Regions from separate parts of the Mus musculus genome. Here region 1 is linked to region 2. A link is a contact called in public HiChIP or PLAC-seq data. All regions are on one chromosome and are shown on one strand. Each heading gives the region's core, a stretch centred on a gene start, on an enhancer-like site or on the middle of the called end of the contact. The rest is flanking DNA. Distances are from core to core; before and after follow the strand shown.

The links. HiChIP or PLAC-seq counts read pairs in DNA pulled down with a chosen protein or histone mark.
Region 1: a contact with region 2 is called in an H3K4me3 HiChIP or PLAC-seq map of embryonic stem cells, with 5 times the contacts expected there. The contact joins the enhancer-like site here to the promoter of Rab34 in region 2. A contact is called at or near these places in 4 of 115 datasets of contacts at active chromatin or transcription factors (bone marrow-derived macrophages, embryonic stem cells, memory CD8 T cells and 1 more) and 2 of 9 other capture datasets (adipose tissue and pancreatic islet).

The regions. Positions count from the first base shown.
Region 1 is chr11:78,357,006-78,363,782 of GRCm38.p6, forward strand. Foxn1 (forkhead box N1) reads right to left here. Exons shown (of 9, transcript NM_008238.2): 7 at 4,421-4,628; 8 at 3,772-4,263; 9 at 572-2,065. The coding sequence ends at 1,746. Among named protein-coding and RNA genes, the nearest start is that of Gm30367, 12 kb to the right of the region's middle. Within about 2 kb of position 3,241, at least 141 of the 459 cell types and tissues checked have an H3K27ac peak or open chromatin away from gene starts, as enhancers often do. A contact at or near this core is called in bone marrow-derived macrophages, embryonic stem cells and pancreatic cancer cells, where this site is marked.
Region 2 is chr11:78,182,919-78,190,132 of GRCm38.p6, forward strand. Rab34 (RAB34, member RAS oncogene family) reads left to right here and starts at 5,830. Exons shown (of 10, transcript NM_033475.3): 1 at 5,830-6,472; 2 at 6,653-6,744; 3 at 7,212-7,214. The coding sequence starts at 6,419. Rpl23a (ribosomal protein L23A) reads right to left here and starts at 666. Exons shown (of 5, transcript NM_207523.2): 1 at 601-666; 2 at 1-68. The coding sequence starts at 625. Snord42b (small nucleolar RNA, C/D box 42B) reads right to left here and starts at 195; the gene lies at 141-195. RefSeq lists an enhancer at 6,621-6,853.

The DNA of each region.
Region 1 (6,777 bases), core at 1,991-4,490, 170 kb after region 2:
TTGGTCTAGAGCAGTGGTTCTCAACCTTCCTAATGTTGTGACTCCCCCCCCACCCCACCCCCCATGTAGCTCCTCGTGCTGTGGTGACCCCTGACTGTAAAATTACTTCATTGCTATTTCATAATGGTAATTTTACTACTGTTATGAACCAAAATATAAATATCATCTGCTATGGAGTCTATGATATATGACTCATGTGAAAGGGCCATTTGATTTGGCCCAAAGGGGCTTCAACCCACAAGTTGAGGACCACTGGTCTAGATGCCTTACTAAGGTAGGAGAGATGCTCAGACAGTTAAGAGTGCTTGCTGCTCTGCTAGAGATCCTAAGTTTGGTTCCCAGCATCCACCCAGAGGCTCACAACTGCTTGTAACTCCAGCTCCAGGGAATCTGATGCCTTTTGGGGGGCAGCACACATATGCACAAACATACACAGCACACATTTTCCAATGCACACACACCCACTCCATATATATGATCTATCTATAGCTACATCTACATCTATATCTTTAGAGTCCTTGTAGACACCCTGCTTGGGGACTGAAGGTCCCAAAAAACGAAGGCTCAGTAGTTGCAACCATCAGGCGCTTACTTTATTGTTCCAGGACAGGGGACAATGGTAGATGACTGAGGGATCCGCCCACCCTCGTGTGAGCTTGGGGACAACCTATGGAGGTTCTGGTTGCCCTCAGGCCCTGGGAAAGCTGGGGATCCCATTTGGTGGGTCATGGTGGGCATCTGAGTCACAGCTCAGCTCCACGGACATTCTGCCGGCTCCCTGGGAGCCCCAAGTCTGCTATGCAGGTGTGTGTATGTGTGTGTGTGTGTGGGGGGGTATCACACACACACACACACACACACACACACACATCATCCTGTAGCGGGTTGCAAACCCTAGTTACTCAGGATGCTTAAGACAGTTGACCGCATCCAATAGGCTGGGGCTTGAACTATATGAACCTCTCATTGAGAAAGAGTGAGACTTGGCAACCTGAAGGGGGCCTTTCCTGTGGCTGAGACTAAGAGAGGGGGTTCAAGTTTCTGAGGACAAGTTTTTTTTTTTTTTTCCAAACATGTTGTGTTGGATTTGGGCTCAGTTTGGTCCCAGGGTAGATGCTGCCCCTTCTGTGTGTCACCTTGGAGATGGCCAACCAGAGTATATACTGAAGATGTATAGATAAATTCTATGAAGTAGTTGTCTCCCTAAGGGGTTCACAGGTCATACGGGAGGAGCCCCTGTAGGCTTTAAGGGTGTAAGATGGGAGAATAAATAGAGATTTCTGGGAGAGGGCCAAGTCTGTAGAGCACATGGGGATTGGGATGAGGTTTGGAGGGGTGATCTTTGACCTGTCACACTGGCCCTGAGCTTTGCTAACTAAAGCTTTTAGCTCTCAGCTGCCCCAGAAATCAAATCAGACTCTGTGACCCAAGGCTTCCTCTGAGTGTAAGGCACATGATGAGCAGGTGTGTAGAGCTTGAGTTCACGCTCGAGAGCTGAAGTTCGAGTGAGCTGGCGCTAGGGGGCGCGCTGTTGCTTCTTTTCCGACACTTTCCTTGCTGGGGGCCCCGTGTGAGATGCGGGTCCACCAGGTAGCATCCTAGATGGATGCCCCCAACTTCTGGCTAACAAATAAGTTGGCTGAGTGGCATAGGAGACAGGTAGTGTTTTCCTTCTTTGACCTTTAAGGTGAGCCCAATATGGGGCAGCCAGCTAGGCAAAGGCCGCAGCTGATGTTGGGCATAGCTCAAGCCAGAGCCAATGGCTTTGAGCCGGGACTGAGGTACACGGCAGGGCCGGCAGCTGCTGAGGAGGGCGTGGACTCCAGTTCCACAAAGGCGGAGTAGAGAGTGCTGAGGTGCATGTCTCCCAGAGCACCGGAGCCGCCGCTGCCTGGAGGTGCCAGTTCACCTGCCTCATTGCCTGTTTCTGCCAGACAAGGCCCTGGGGGGAAGCAATGGGCTGCTGGTGGGGGTGGCAACATGGAGGATGACGTCGGCGACGAGGTCACCAATACGAGGGGGTCCAGGGCCAAGCTGTCATCCTTCAGCTGCTCCCACAGATTTCCTAGTCGGGGAGAGGGAAGAAGCCTCATCATTGGCAGGCCATAGAGAGTTAAGCCCAGTCTGTCTCCCACCCAAGTACCTCAGAAGCCTCAGAGAACAGGAGTCTGGTGATGCGGACTGGAAGCCTATCTTGGCATCCACTCTGGGACCTCAAGTAATCACTGAACTTTTTTTTTTTTTTCCTGAGCCTCAGAGTCCAGCTCCGAGCTCCAAGGTAGCACGGTGTAAAAGCCATAGATGCAGGCGACCCCTATGAAAGGGTCATCAGACTTTCCATCGGGGTCGCGACCCAGAGGTTGAGAACCACTGCCATAGTTGCAGGTAACCTCTGGGCCTCTTCGAGAAGAACAGGGTACTAGATTAAGGTTAAGGATTTGCCCATTTGAAGGTTGTTGCAAAGCTCTTCTTGGAAGCGGCCTAGAGGCCCCCCTGAACCTCTTCACTCAGGCTTCTGCCTTGGTTCCCAAAGGTTGATTTGCCGCCTACAGTCTTCCCACAGTGCACCACCGAACTTGATGAGGTACACAGGTCTGGCTCCCTAGACCCTCCTCCCCGCCCCCTCACAGGACCCAAGGTACAGGGATAGAACCAGAAAGGACACTTGACTCTGAGGAACAAACAGTGCTGTCACTGAGTTCCTCCTAGGGTCGTGTGACCTGCCGCGTGGCAGGCCAGTGACTGGAGTCGCTGCCTGGAACATCATCACCGCAGGGTGGAGAAAGAGACCTGACAACGCTGGCTGCTCTTGGCCACCTGGGTTCAACTCCTTCTTTCTGGCCCAGCGACCTTGAGTGGATGTATCTCTCTGTATAGTATTGTTTGCTAGGTCCAGATGGGAAGAACATATGTAAAGCTGTTTGCAAGATGCCTGGTACTCAGTAGGAGCTTGAGTGGGTATTAATTAAGGGTTTTGTGATGCTGGGGTATTGACCCTAACTAAGGATTGGTGCATGCTAGGCAAACGCTTTACCCCCTACCCACATCTCTAGCCTTCTGATAGAATTTATAGTATCCCACGTCCACATAGCCTCCTCTGCAGCCGCCTGTTCTCTGCAGCCGCAGCAGGTCTGGAATGAAGGTCTATGTGAAGTTTATTTCTAACAGTCTAAGGTATAGATCAACAGCCTCCTCCAAAAAGGCTTGCTCGGTACACTACAGTTCAAACGGGAAGGGGCGGGGCTTAGAAGGGTAGAGGGTGGGGCTTGGCTGCCTGTAGGATGGAGCGGGCAAGATGGAGGAGAATGTAAAGATTCACCTCTCTGGGCTTGTACCCTCAAATCTCTCTAGGACATGCTTAGCTCTGAGGTCTTCCATTCCATAGAAAGTCTGTCTCCTGAAGTGAAAGCTAAATTCTGATAAAACGCAAATGATTTTGGAACGTTTAGCCTCCCAGTCCCTCACAGTCAAGTACACCAATGGAACTTCCGGCTTTTCCCAGCTTTGTCAGATGAGCGGTTTGATGATGAAGCCATCTGGTACATGATCAGAGTACCAGGAGGGGGGAGATGGGGGAAAGAGCCTTTTAGCTCATGATCTGGAGGGCAGGGAGCAAATGCGAATTTAACATTCCTAGTCATCCGCCTCAGGTGACAAGAAACTCAGGAGCCAGCAGGTGGCAGCCTAGAGACATGAAGAGGCTAGGCCACGCAGCCAAGAGCACCTCTCTAGTCCTGTCCCACCCTTCCCAGCTCCCAGCTCCCAGCTCACCCTGGAAGTCGAAGTCAGTGAGAGAAGGGTTGATAGCATCCAGGTCAGTCCCAAGGTCTCCATCTGGCAGTAGAGTATCGTGCATGGTCCTGGCTGAGGAAGGCTCAGCCATCAGCTTGGCACCGTGGCTGGGTGGTGTGTGGGCAGGTAGAGGTGAGTCCTGGGGGGTGCCTGGCTGGGCCTGCAGCTCAAGATGCCCATCTGGCTGTGGGAACAATGGCTGCTGGTGTCCAGAAGGGGCCAGGCTGGGGGAAAGGTGTGGGTAGGTCTGCCCATAGCAGGAGGGAGCATGGCCACCCAGTAGGTCCTGCAGGGGGTTCTTGCCAGGCATGGGGCCTGGAGCTGGATGCATTGGGTGCAGAGGCTGGGAAAGACCAGCTGATGGTGCCATGGGCCGGATGGGACCTGGGCCTGCCAGCCCAGGGGGTGGACAGCCCAGCAGCGGAGAGCCCAGTTTTTCCCTTTTGTCTCCAATGAGGCTGTCCAGCTCTTCTGCAAAGGCCCAAAAGAAAACACCATGAGGCCTCTCTCCTTTGTAGCCTCCCAGCCCAGACCCCCCTCCCTGTATCCCTCTCTCCCCAGGCTCTGCTCTTCTTCATTCTGGTACCCAGGTCCCTTGGCCTTTCTCACACAGGCCTGACAGCCTCACCTGGTTTGGCCATGCTTTTGCGCACAGCAATGGGGTCTTTCCTCTTCCACTTCTGCAGTTCTTCCTGCATCTTGTCGATTTTGGAAGGATTGAGGGCCCACAGACAGCCCTTTCGAGAGGAACTTCCGGATTTATTCTCCACCTTCTCAAAGCACTTGTTGAGGGACAGGTTATGGCGAACAGAATTCTTCCAGCCATCAGGAGCAGTCTACCAGAGCAGAACAAGAATCCAGGTTGGGTTCAGGCGGCAAGAAATGGCTCTAGGTCTGGGGATTCTAGAACATTCCTTCGCCAATTCTATACATAGGGTCTCTACACACTCTGGCTTGATGTATTCAGCTCCAAAAGCATTCGTAGAACCCTTTAGTGGGCAGAATCGTTGATCCTAAGTTAGTTTTTGTTTTTTGGTTTGTTTGGTTTGGTTTGGTTTGGTTTGGTTTTTCGAGACAGGGTTTCTCTGTATAGCCCTGGCTGTCCTGGAACTCACTCTGTAGACCAGGCTGACCTCGAACTCAGAAATCCACCAGCCTCTGCCTCCCAAGTGCTGGGATTAAAGGCGTGCACCACCACTGCCTGGCCTAAGTTAGTTTTTTTTTAGCTAAAATCTAAAAGCTGCTGTTACCCTACCTAGCTCTTAGTCTAGACCCTTCAGAGGATGTGACCCTTTGTATATTTATTATGCACTTTATGTGTACATGTGGGTGCCTGTATGTCTGTCTATGCACCACATGCATACAGGAGTCTGTCAAAGAGGGCACTGAATCTCCTGGAACTGGAGTTATAGATAGTTTGTAAACCACCATGTGGGGCTGGGAACTGAATTCAAGTCCTCTGCAAGAGCAGCCAGTGTTCTTAACCACCACCTCACTGCTTTTATTGTTTTTGTTTGCTTGTTTGCTTGTTTGTTTGTTTTTGTTTGCTTGTTTGTTTGTTTTGGGGGTTCTTTTTTGAGACAAGGTTTCTCTGTATAGTCCTGGCTGTCCTAGAACTCACTTTGTGGACCAGACTGACCTCAAGTTCAGAGATCCCCCTGCCTTCTGCCTCCCGAGTGCTGGGATTAAAGGTGTGCACCCCCCCCCCAGCTCTCTCCGATATTTGTTAGCCACCACTCCTTTTGGAGATGGGACCTCACTTGTAGTCCAGGCTCACAGTAAGATGCTCAGAGTCTCTTGGGTGCTGAGATTGCAGCAGGCATAAGTCACAATGTCCAACTTGTGATCTTTCTTTAAGGGACAACTGGTAAATGCCATTGAGGCCCCTGGTCTATTTCCCCACTGAAGCAGGATATGCTCACTGGGCCTTCTGGCCTATGTGTCCCCTTGTAGAAAGGGGAAGATCGCCATTTTAAAGTCTTTGGGGACAGCTTTAAAGGGAGAACAGCATAATGCGTTTCCTCTGGGTCCACCTCATCCCTCCAGAGCAAGCTGGGCAGAAAAGGGTTGGTGAACAGGTGGGAGTTAGCACACCTGCTGCCTCTATGTTTGATGGCAGATGCGGTGTTGGTAGAGGCTGGGGTAGTCGTATGTGACTGAATATTCACCAGATCCTTCGACATCTCTCGGTGGGAGTGGCGTCTCCTACCATAGGTCTCTGAACTCCTGAGTGAGGATGGCTATGTGTGAGAAAGTATCTCAGAGTACGTGTGTACCCATGATTGAGTGTGTGGGTGTGAGTTCGCATGAGTGTGCCCTGGAGGTGTGCCCTGGTGGGGAGGCCAGCCCTCAGGCAGGGGGTGCTCGTGCCAACAGAATAAACACCCATTAGGAGGCCCGGTCATGCCACCAGTGCAGTAATTGTGCCCAAGGAGGGTTGTAAAAACCATTAAGCTGACTCAGTTGGGTGAGAGGCGGTGGCAGGGATGGTGGTGGAGGGGCATGGGCCTCCTGTCCCCCACATCTGGCTCAGTTGACCACCCTGAGCCCGACGAGGGCTGGCGGTGGGTAGAGCTACCTCTCCAGTTGATGATACTTCCTTACACCCTGGCTCCTCTCGCTTTCAGCCCCTCTTTCTGGTTAATGAGAGATGGCCACGCCCTCCTCCCTAGCTCCCTTGCCCCAGGGTGCAGCCAAGCTGAATCACGCCTAGCAGAACCGGGCCCTGGGTCCTGATGCCAGTCTCACTAGAGTTGCTGGCAGCAGCTGCCGGAGCCTTTCTTGGGGACAGCTAACCCATCATGGGGCTGGTCCTGATGACCCCAAGGTTCATCAGGGGTTACCAGCGAGCATCTTGAGCTGCTGGACCTTCTTAAGCTCCCACAGCTGACTCTACTAAGAACCAAAGCTCCATCACCCCAGAGCAGACTTAATGGGCACCGGGAACTTTTATGGTCCCATAAATGTGTGACTTCGGATGCCAGG
Region 2 (7,214 bases), core at 4,580-7,079:
GCCTTTCAGCACCGCCTTCTTAGCTTTCAAGGCCTTCGCTTTGGCTTCGGCTTTGGGAGGGGCAGGAGCTGGGAGAGGACAATTAAAATTAAGTGTGGCATTCGTAAAGTGACCCCTTCCGGCCGTCCTGCCAGCATGTGCATCAGTGGTTCCTTTGAAGACATCACAGGTCTCAGGAGACTTCAGATTTTTTCCATCATATGCACGATACCACAGGCAAAGATAATTAACCCGTTGTACCATCACGTGGGTGCGTATAACCCCATTTAACGTGGGGAAAGGGCGAATAAGGACTACTTTTAATCCCTTATAGGTCTGGAGACCCGGAGCGCCACCCTGTGGATGTTAAGGAGCTTCCCAAAGTCAAATGCTTGGCCATCAGTGGCGGCCGCTGCCGGCCCGGTGGCTTTGCCAATCCCCTGCACTGGAACCAGCCCATGCGGCTTGGCCCACGCGGTCCTCATACCCCGCAGCGGGGCCTAGTCGCGACAGTAGCCACAGAACAAGCCCCCCATGGCTTAGCCGGGCATTCTTCTTCCCCGCGAGTTCGCTCTGCGGGTATCCAAGACCGACCTGACAGATTCCCATACCGCAACATACCTTCCTTCTTCGCTTTCGGCGCCATCTTGGCTGAAAAGGATGGCCCAGCCCAATTCCCATGAGCTTATAGAATGGAGGCTCATAAAAGTCTCGCGATAGCTTATATATAGCACTGATTGGATGAACTGTAATATGAGGCTTCTTGGGAATTGTAGTTCCATTTAATTCCCTAGAGTGGGAGACCAAGCATGCGCCACCTTTCCCTTTGAAAGGGCTTCTTGGGAAATGTGGCGTTTTTTGGTTTGGTTTAGTTTGGTTTTCCGACACAGGGTTTCTCTGGGGGAATTGTAGGTTTTGGCTTTTTGTTTTTGTTTTTTTCTAAAGATTTATTTACTTTATGTATATGAGTACACTGTAGCTGTACAGATGGTTGAGTCTTCATGTGATTGTCAGGAATTAATTTTTTTGTTGTTTGTTTTCTTGTTTTTCGAGACAAGGTTTTTCTGTGTAGATTGGCTGTCTTGGAACTCACTCTGTAAACCAGGCTGACCTCAAACTCAAATCTGCCTGCCTCTGCCTCTGCCTGCGGAGTGCTGGGGTTAAAGGCGTGCGCCACCACTGCCCAGCATGAATTGAATTTTTGGGAACTCTGCTCACTCCAGTCGGCCCCGTTTGCTCTCTGGTCCAAAGATTTATTTTATTTATTATTATACTTAAGTACACTGTAGCTGTCTTCATTTGTTCCAGAAGAAGGTGCCAGGTCTCATTACCGGTGAGCTATCATGTGATTGCTGGGATTTAAACTAATGACCTTCAGAAGATCAGCCAGTGTTCTTACCCTAGGGTCCCTAGGTTTTGGTTTGGTTTTGTTCTGTTCTGTTTTGTTTCGTTTTGAGTTGTTCTTTTCGAGAGAGGGTTTCTCTTTCTCTAGTTCTGGCTGTCCTGGAACTCACTCTGTAGAGGAGGCTGGCTTTGAACTCACCAAGATCTACATACTTCTGACTGCTGAGTGCTTGGATTAAAAGGCCTGTGCCAACACTACGTGGCCTGAGTTGTAGGTTTTTTTTGTTGGTTTGTTTGTTTGTTTTTTGTTTGTTTTTTGAGACAGGGTTTCCCTTTATAGCTCTGACTGTCCTGGAGCTCATTTTGTAGACCAGGCTGGCCTCGAACTCAGAAATCCGCCTGCCTCTGCCTCCCGAGTGCTGGGATTAAAGGCGTGCGCCACCACGTCCGGCTTGAGTTGTAGTTTTTAAAAGAAAAATGTTTATTCCCCTAGGTCTAAAACAGTGGGTGGTTATAGCATCTGGTAGCTGTGTTAAGGTCCTTAAAATTTCAGTTCGTGAGCAATTTCTAGTCTTAGGGAAGAAGTTTGCAGTGTCAGAAGCCTATAACAGTACCAACTGGGAAGAATACAGTTTAAGGGATTAGAAGGACTAGAAGGACGGTCAACACTTAAGATCATGTAGTTCGGGCTGGTGAGATGGCTCAGTGGGTAAGAGCACCCGACTGCTCTTCGGAAGGTCCAGAGTTCAAATCTCAGCAACCACATGGTGGCTCACAACAATCCGTAACAAGATCTGACTCCCTCTTCTGGTGTGTCTGAAGACAGCTACAGTGTACTTACATAAAATAATAAATAAATCTTTAAAAAAAAAAAAAAAGATCATGTAGTTCTCTTTCAGAGGACCTGGTTGGATTCCCAGAAGTCATATCTCTGTGGACACCTGTACTTATGTGCACATACCCGTACACAAACTTATTATAAAGGATTTTTAACAGAGGCAGGCAGATTTCTGAATTCGAGGCCAGCCTAGACTGCAGAGTGAGTTCCAGGACAGCCAGGGCTATACAGAGAAACCCTGTCTTGAAAAAAACAAAAAAAGAAAAAAAAAAAAAAAAGGATTTTTAAGCCAGATGTGGATTATACACACCTTTATTCCCAGCAGTTCAAGCCCAGGTTGGTCTACATAGCAAGTTCCAGGACAGCCAAAGCTACATAGAGAGATCCTGTTCCAAAAACAAAACAAACAAGCAAAAACAAAACCCAAGCCGGGCGTGGTAGCCCACGCCTTTAATCCCAGCACTGGAGAGGCAGAGGCAGGTGGATTTCTGAGTTTGAGGCCAGTCTGATCTACAAAGTGAGGTCCAGGACAGCCAGGGCTATACAGAGAAACCCTGTCTTGAAAAACCAAAAAAGAAAAAAAACCAGGGAAAATATTTTTTGTTTTGTTATTGTTGTTTTTGAGACAGGGTTTCTCTGTGTAGCCCTGGCTGTCCTGGAACTCACTTTGAGACCAGGCTGGCCTTGAACGCAGAAATTTGTCTGCCTCTGCCTCCAAAGTGCTGGGATTAAAGGCGTACACCACCACTGCCTGTCTGAAAATAATTTAAATACAATTTGTAGCCTGGCGTGGTGACACACACCTTTAATCTCAGCACGAGAAAATAAATGCAGTCAGATCTCTGTGAGTTCAAGGTCAGCCTGATCTACATGGCAAATTACAGGTTAGTCAGGTATATGTAGTGAGACCACTCTCAAAAAGATAGATAGATAGATAGATAGATAGATAGATAGATAGATAGATAGATAAATGATAGAAGGCCTTTGTAGGCCACACCTATAATCCCAGCACTCAGGAGACAAGAAGATTGACACAAAGTCAAGGCCAGCCTGTGGTACACAGTAAATTCCAGACCAGCCAGCACTACATAGTGAGGCTGCCACAAACAGATAAACAAGATACAAACAGATTGCAGTTTGCCTAAGTGATGCAGATAAAGCGAAGCTGTGCAATGTTAGGACAGGATTTTCTCCACCTTCTCCATCTGACCTGTGGGAGACTGAGGTTGCAGAGCTGAGTCCAATGTAGTTATCACTACAGTGATCTGTTGTTACCACAGTGATTTGGTGGCAACAAAAAAGTCTGCTGTGAGGGGCGAGAGAGATGGCTCAGCAGTTAAGAGCACTGACTGCTCTTCTGAAGGTCCTGCGTTCAAATCCCAGCAACCACATAGTGGCTCACAACCATCTGTAATGAGATTTGACTCTTTTGGAGTGTCTGAAGACAGCTACAGTGTACTTACATATAATAAATAATTCTTTAAAAAAAAAATAGTGGGTGGTGGTGGCACAAGCCTTTAATCCCAGCACTTGGGAGGCAGAGGCAGGCAGATTTCTGAGTTCGAGGATAGCCTGGTCTACAAAGCAAGTTCCAGGACAGCCAGGGCTACACAGAGAAAAACCAAGTCAATAACAACAACAAAAAGATTTTACTTTTTTAAATGTATGTGTGAGCATGTGTGTCTGTATGTGTGTGCATGTATGTGCGTGTTTGTCTGCATGTGTGTGCATGTATGTGCATGTGTGTCTGCATGTGTGTACATGTAGGTAACCACAGCAGCCAGGTTTAGGATACCCTGGAGCTGGAGTTCCTGGTGGTCCTGAACCACGGGAGGAGGCTCAACAGGAGAAGACAACATGTGGCTGCTGGGAAATAAACTAAGGGCCTTCTCTCAGAACACACATGCACTGTACACTGTTGAGTAATGACTGCAGTCATTACTACATGACTACATGATCTACAGTCCCTAGTATTTAAAATTATTTTATGTGTATGAGTGTTTTGCCTGCATGAAACTGTGTAGCACATGCATGCTTGGTGCAGGAGGAGAGAAGAGTGTGTCTAAACCCCTGGAACTCGGGGTACAGGTCGGAGCAGAAACCCTGATCTCTATAAGATCAGCAGCAAGTGTTCTTAATTACTTTTTTTTTTGATTGATTGATTTATTATATGTAACTACACTGTAGCTGTCTTCAGACATTCTAGAAGAGGGAGTCAGATCTTGTTACAGATGATTGTCAGACACCATGTGGTTGCTGGGATTTGAACTCAGGACCTTTGGAAGAGCAGTCAGTGCTCTTAACCTCTGAGCCTTCTTGAACTGTCTCTCCAAACCTAATCATTGTTTTCCTCCTCCTCCTCTTCCTCCCTCTCCTCCTCCTCTTAGTTCTTGAGACAGGACCTCACAACACAACTCTGAATTGCCTGGAGCTCTTTAAGTAAATCAGGTTGGCTTCAAACTCACAAAGGTCTACCTCTGCCTCCAAGTGCATCACATCCAGATTTATTTTAAGACAAAAGTCACCGGGCAAGGTGGCGCACGCCTTTAATCCCAGCACTCAGGAGGCAGAGGCAGGCGGATTTCTGAGTTCGAGGCCAGCCTGGTCTACAAAGTGAGTTCCAGGACAGCCAGGGCTATACAGAGAAACCCTGTCTCGAAAAAAACCAAAAAAAAAAAAAAAAAAAAAAAAAGACAAAAGTCATACTCTGTAGTCCAGGCTGGCTTTAAAGTAAAGTCCCCAGCCTCATAAGTGCTAGAACCACAGGTGTCAGCCCCCGTGCTAGACGCCAGTAATGATCCTTAAGTAGTTTTAGCCACAGCTGAGACAGCTGTGATTTCTCTTACTCTAGTTTTTCTTGTGAATAATTTCATAGTCCTCAATCCTGAACTAGTCTTCCCCTTCTAATACTGTATTCCACTCATTTTTGTATCTTCAAATTTAGCTCCAAACATATAAACATATATCAATTTCTTCTTTGCGCGGGCGGTGTGTGTGTACAAAAAGGAAAAGCTGTTCTGGTTTTGACTGTTCTATTCCGGCTAGAAAATGTTCATCCGTATTAGAAGCAGGGTTCTGCAATCCCATAGTGGTGAGTGACCACGCCAAAAGACGAAGTTTCACAGTCTACCTAACACTTCTTTATCTTTCATGGAAGGAGGCTCGACGGGAGAAGTCAACAGATCTGGGACGTCTGGTCCTTAGTGGACACCTCGTTCAGATCTTGACACCCCCGTTAGGAGATCCCTCTCACCTCCCAGGGCAGAAGGGCGAGCAGGGGCAGACTCTATGAGTCATGTGCCAGGCCTGGAGTCGTGGAGGGAAGCACCGCCTCTCCTTGGGCCCCTTCTCTCCCCCTTTTCCCCTCGGCGGCTCCGGGTCTTGCCAGATGCTGTGCTACAATCACGGGTTCCCCATCACCAGTTCCGTTGGGTAAGTGGTCCCGGGGAAGACGCGGCTCCAACAGGGAGATGGAGGGGAGAGACTTAAGGGATCCCAGTCTGGAAAGGCTCCAGTCTGGGTGTAGGCGGTCCTGGCGTTGGGTAGGGCATCTGGAGCCCGGGCAGCGCGCGAGGAGGAGAGGAGAGGAGGGGGTTGGCGAGGGCCGCGCTGAAGGCGGCTGCAAACCCGGGAGCGACGGGGTGCGGGGCAGGGGGCGGCCCTTCTCCAGGAATTTCCGGGGATCGTGTTGCAACGCTCGCAGAGTGGGACGGCGGGCCTCGCTGCGCGTCTAGGGTTGTCGCCCCCTCCTCTCACCGGTCGAGGGCGTCGGCAGTTGCTGCCCCTGCGCAAAGTGACCCCGTGTGGCGGGGCGGCCCCGAGCCCCCCCAGGCCTCTCTGTTATGGTAGGGCCATCCCAGCCCCGAGTTGTCGTCGGGTCTCCGCGGCCCCGGGTTATCGTAGGGGCTATCCGACCCCGTGTCATTGTAGGATCCGCGCGGGCCCGGGCTCCCCGGGACGCGACTCCCCGCCCACAACTAGCGGCCGGGGGATCTCCCCGCCCCCGAGTGGTCTTCGGGACGCCCCGGGCTCGGGTGATTGTGGGCTCTCCCAGACCCGGGGTGATTGTCTCGTCCCCTTGGCCCGCGGTGGTCGTAGCGTCTCCAAGGCCGAGGGCTCCCACAGGCTCTCCGTGGCCCCGGGTGATTGTCGGTACCCCGCGGCCGCGGATAATCGTCGGGTCTCCACGGGTCCCGGCCGCCGGGGCGGATCAGGCCTCTGCGCCTTCCCGGGGAGCCCCGCAAGGCCGCAGACAAGATGAACATTCTGGCGCCCGTGCGGAGGGACCGCGTCCTGGCGGAGCTGCCCCAGGTAGGCACCAGGGCCACGTCGGGCCTCTGGCTGTCGCTGAGTGTGGGCGGGGAGAAGGTGGCCCAGCCCCGTCGCCCTGCAAGGCCCGCTGCTCCTGGGTGGTCCGCTTCCCACCCCACCCCCAGCCCAGGGCTGCTTGGCTATGGCACAAAAGCTCCATTCTCACAATGTTCCTCTCAGTGCCTGAAGAAAGAGGCCGCTTTGCACGTGCGCAAAGACTTCCACCCCCGCGTCACTTGCGCCTGCCAGGAGCACCGGACAGGCACCGTGGGGTGAGTTAGGGACACTCCTAGCTAAAAAATTACTCAAGAAACTTTGAAGTCATTCACCCCTTTGTGGTTACAAGGTTATGCCTCAGTTCTGATGTTCTCCCAGTTTCCTCCCATTGAGGTTGTGAGCCTATGGAAAAGACATCCAACAGGGAGAGTCACACCACCCATAGAACCTCTAGTCGGGGGCGGGGTATCTGAGAGCGGGGAGGAGTGACAGACAGACAGAGACAGAGTGAACGATCACACTATTCTAACATGTGCAGAGCCCTCCTAGGCTACCCCCAGCACTACACGACTTCCTCCCCCATCACTCCAGAAAAACAGGTCTGAAAGTCCCTAATGTTGAACACTGCTCCACAGCACATCTGTGCAGGACTTTCTGGGCTTCCAGGGAGACCTGCCTATCTATGGTAATGTACCTTAGTTGATATGGATTTTCTCTGTCCATCCACTCTTCTGTCCAACAGATT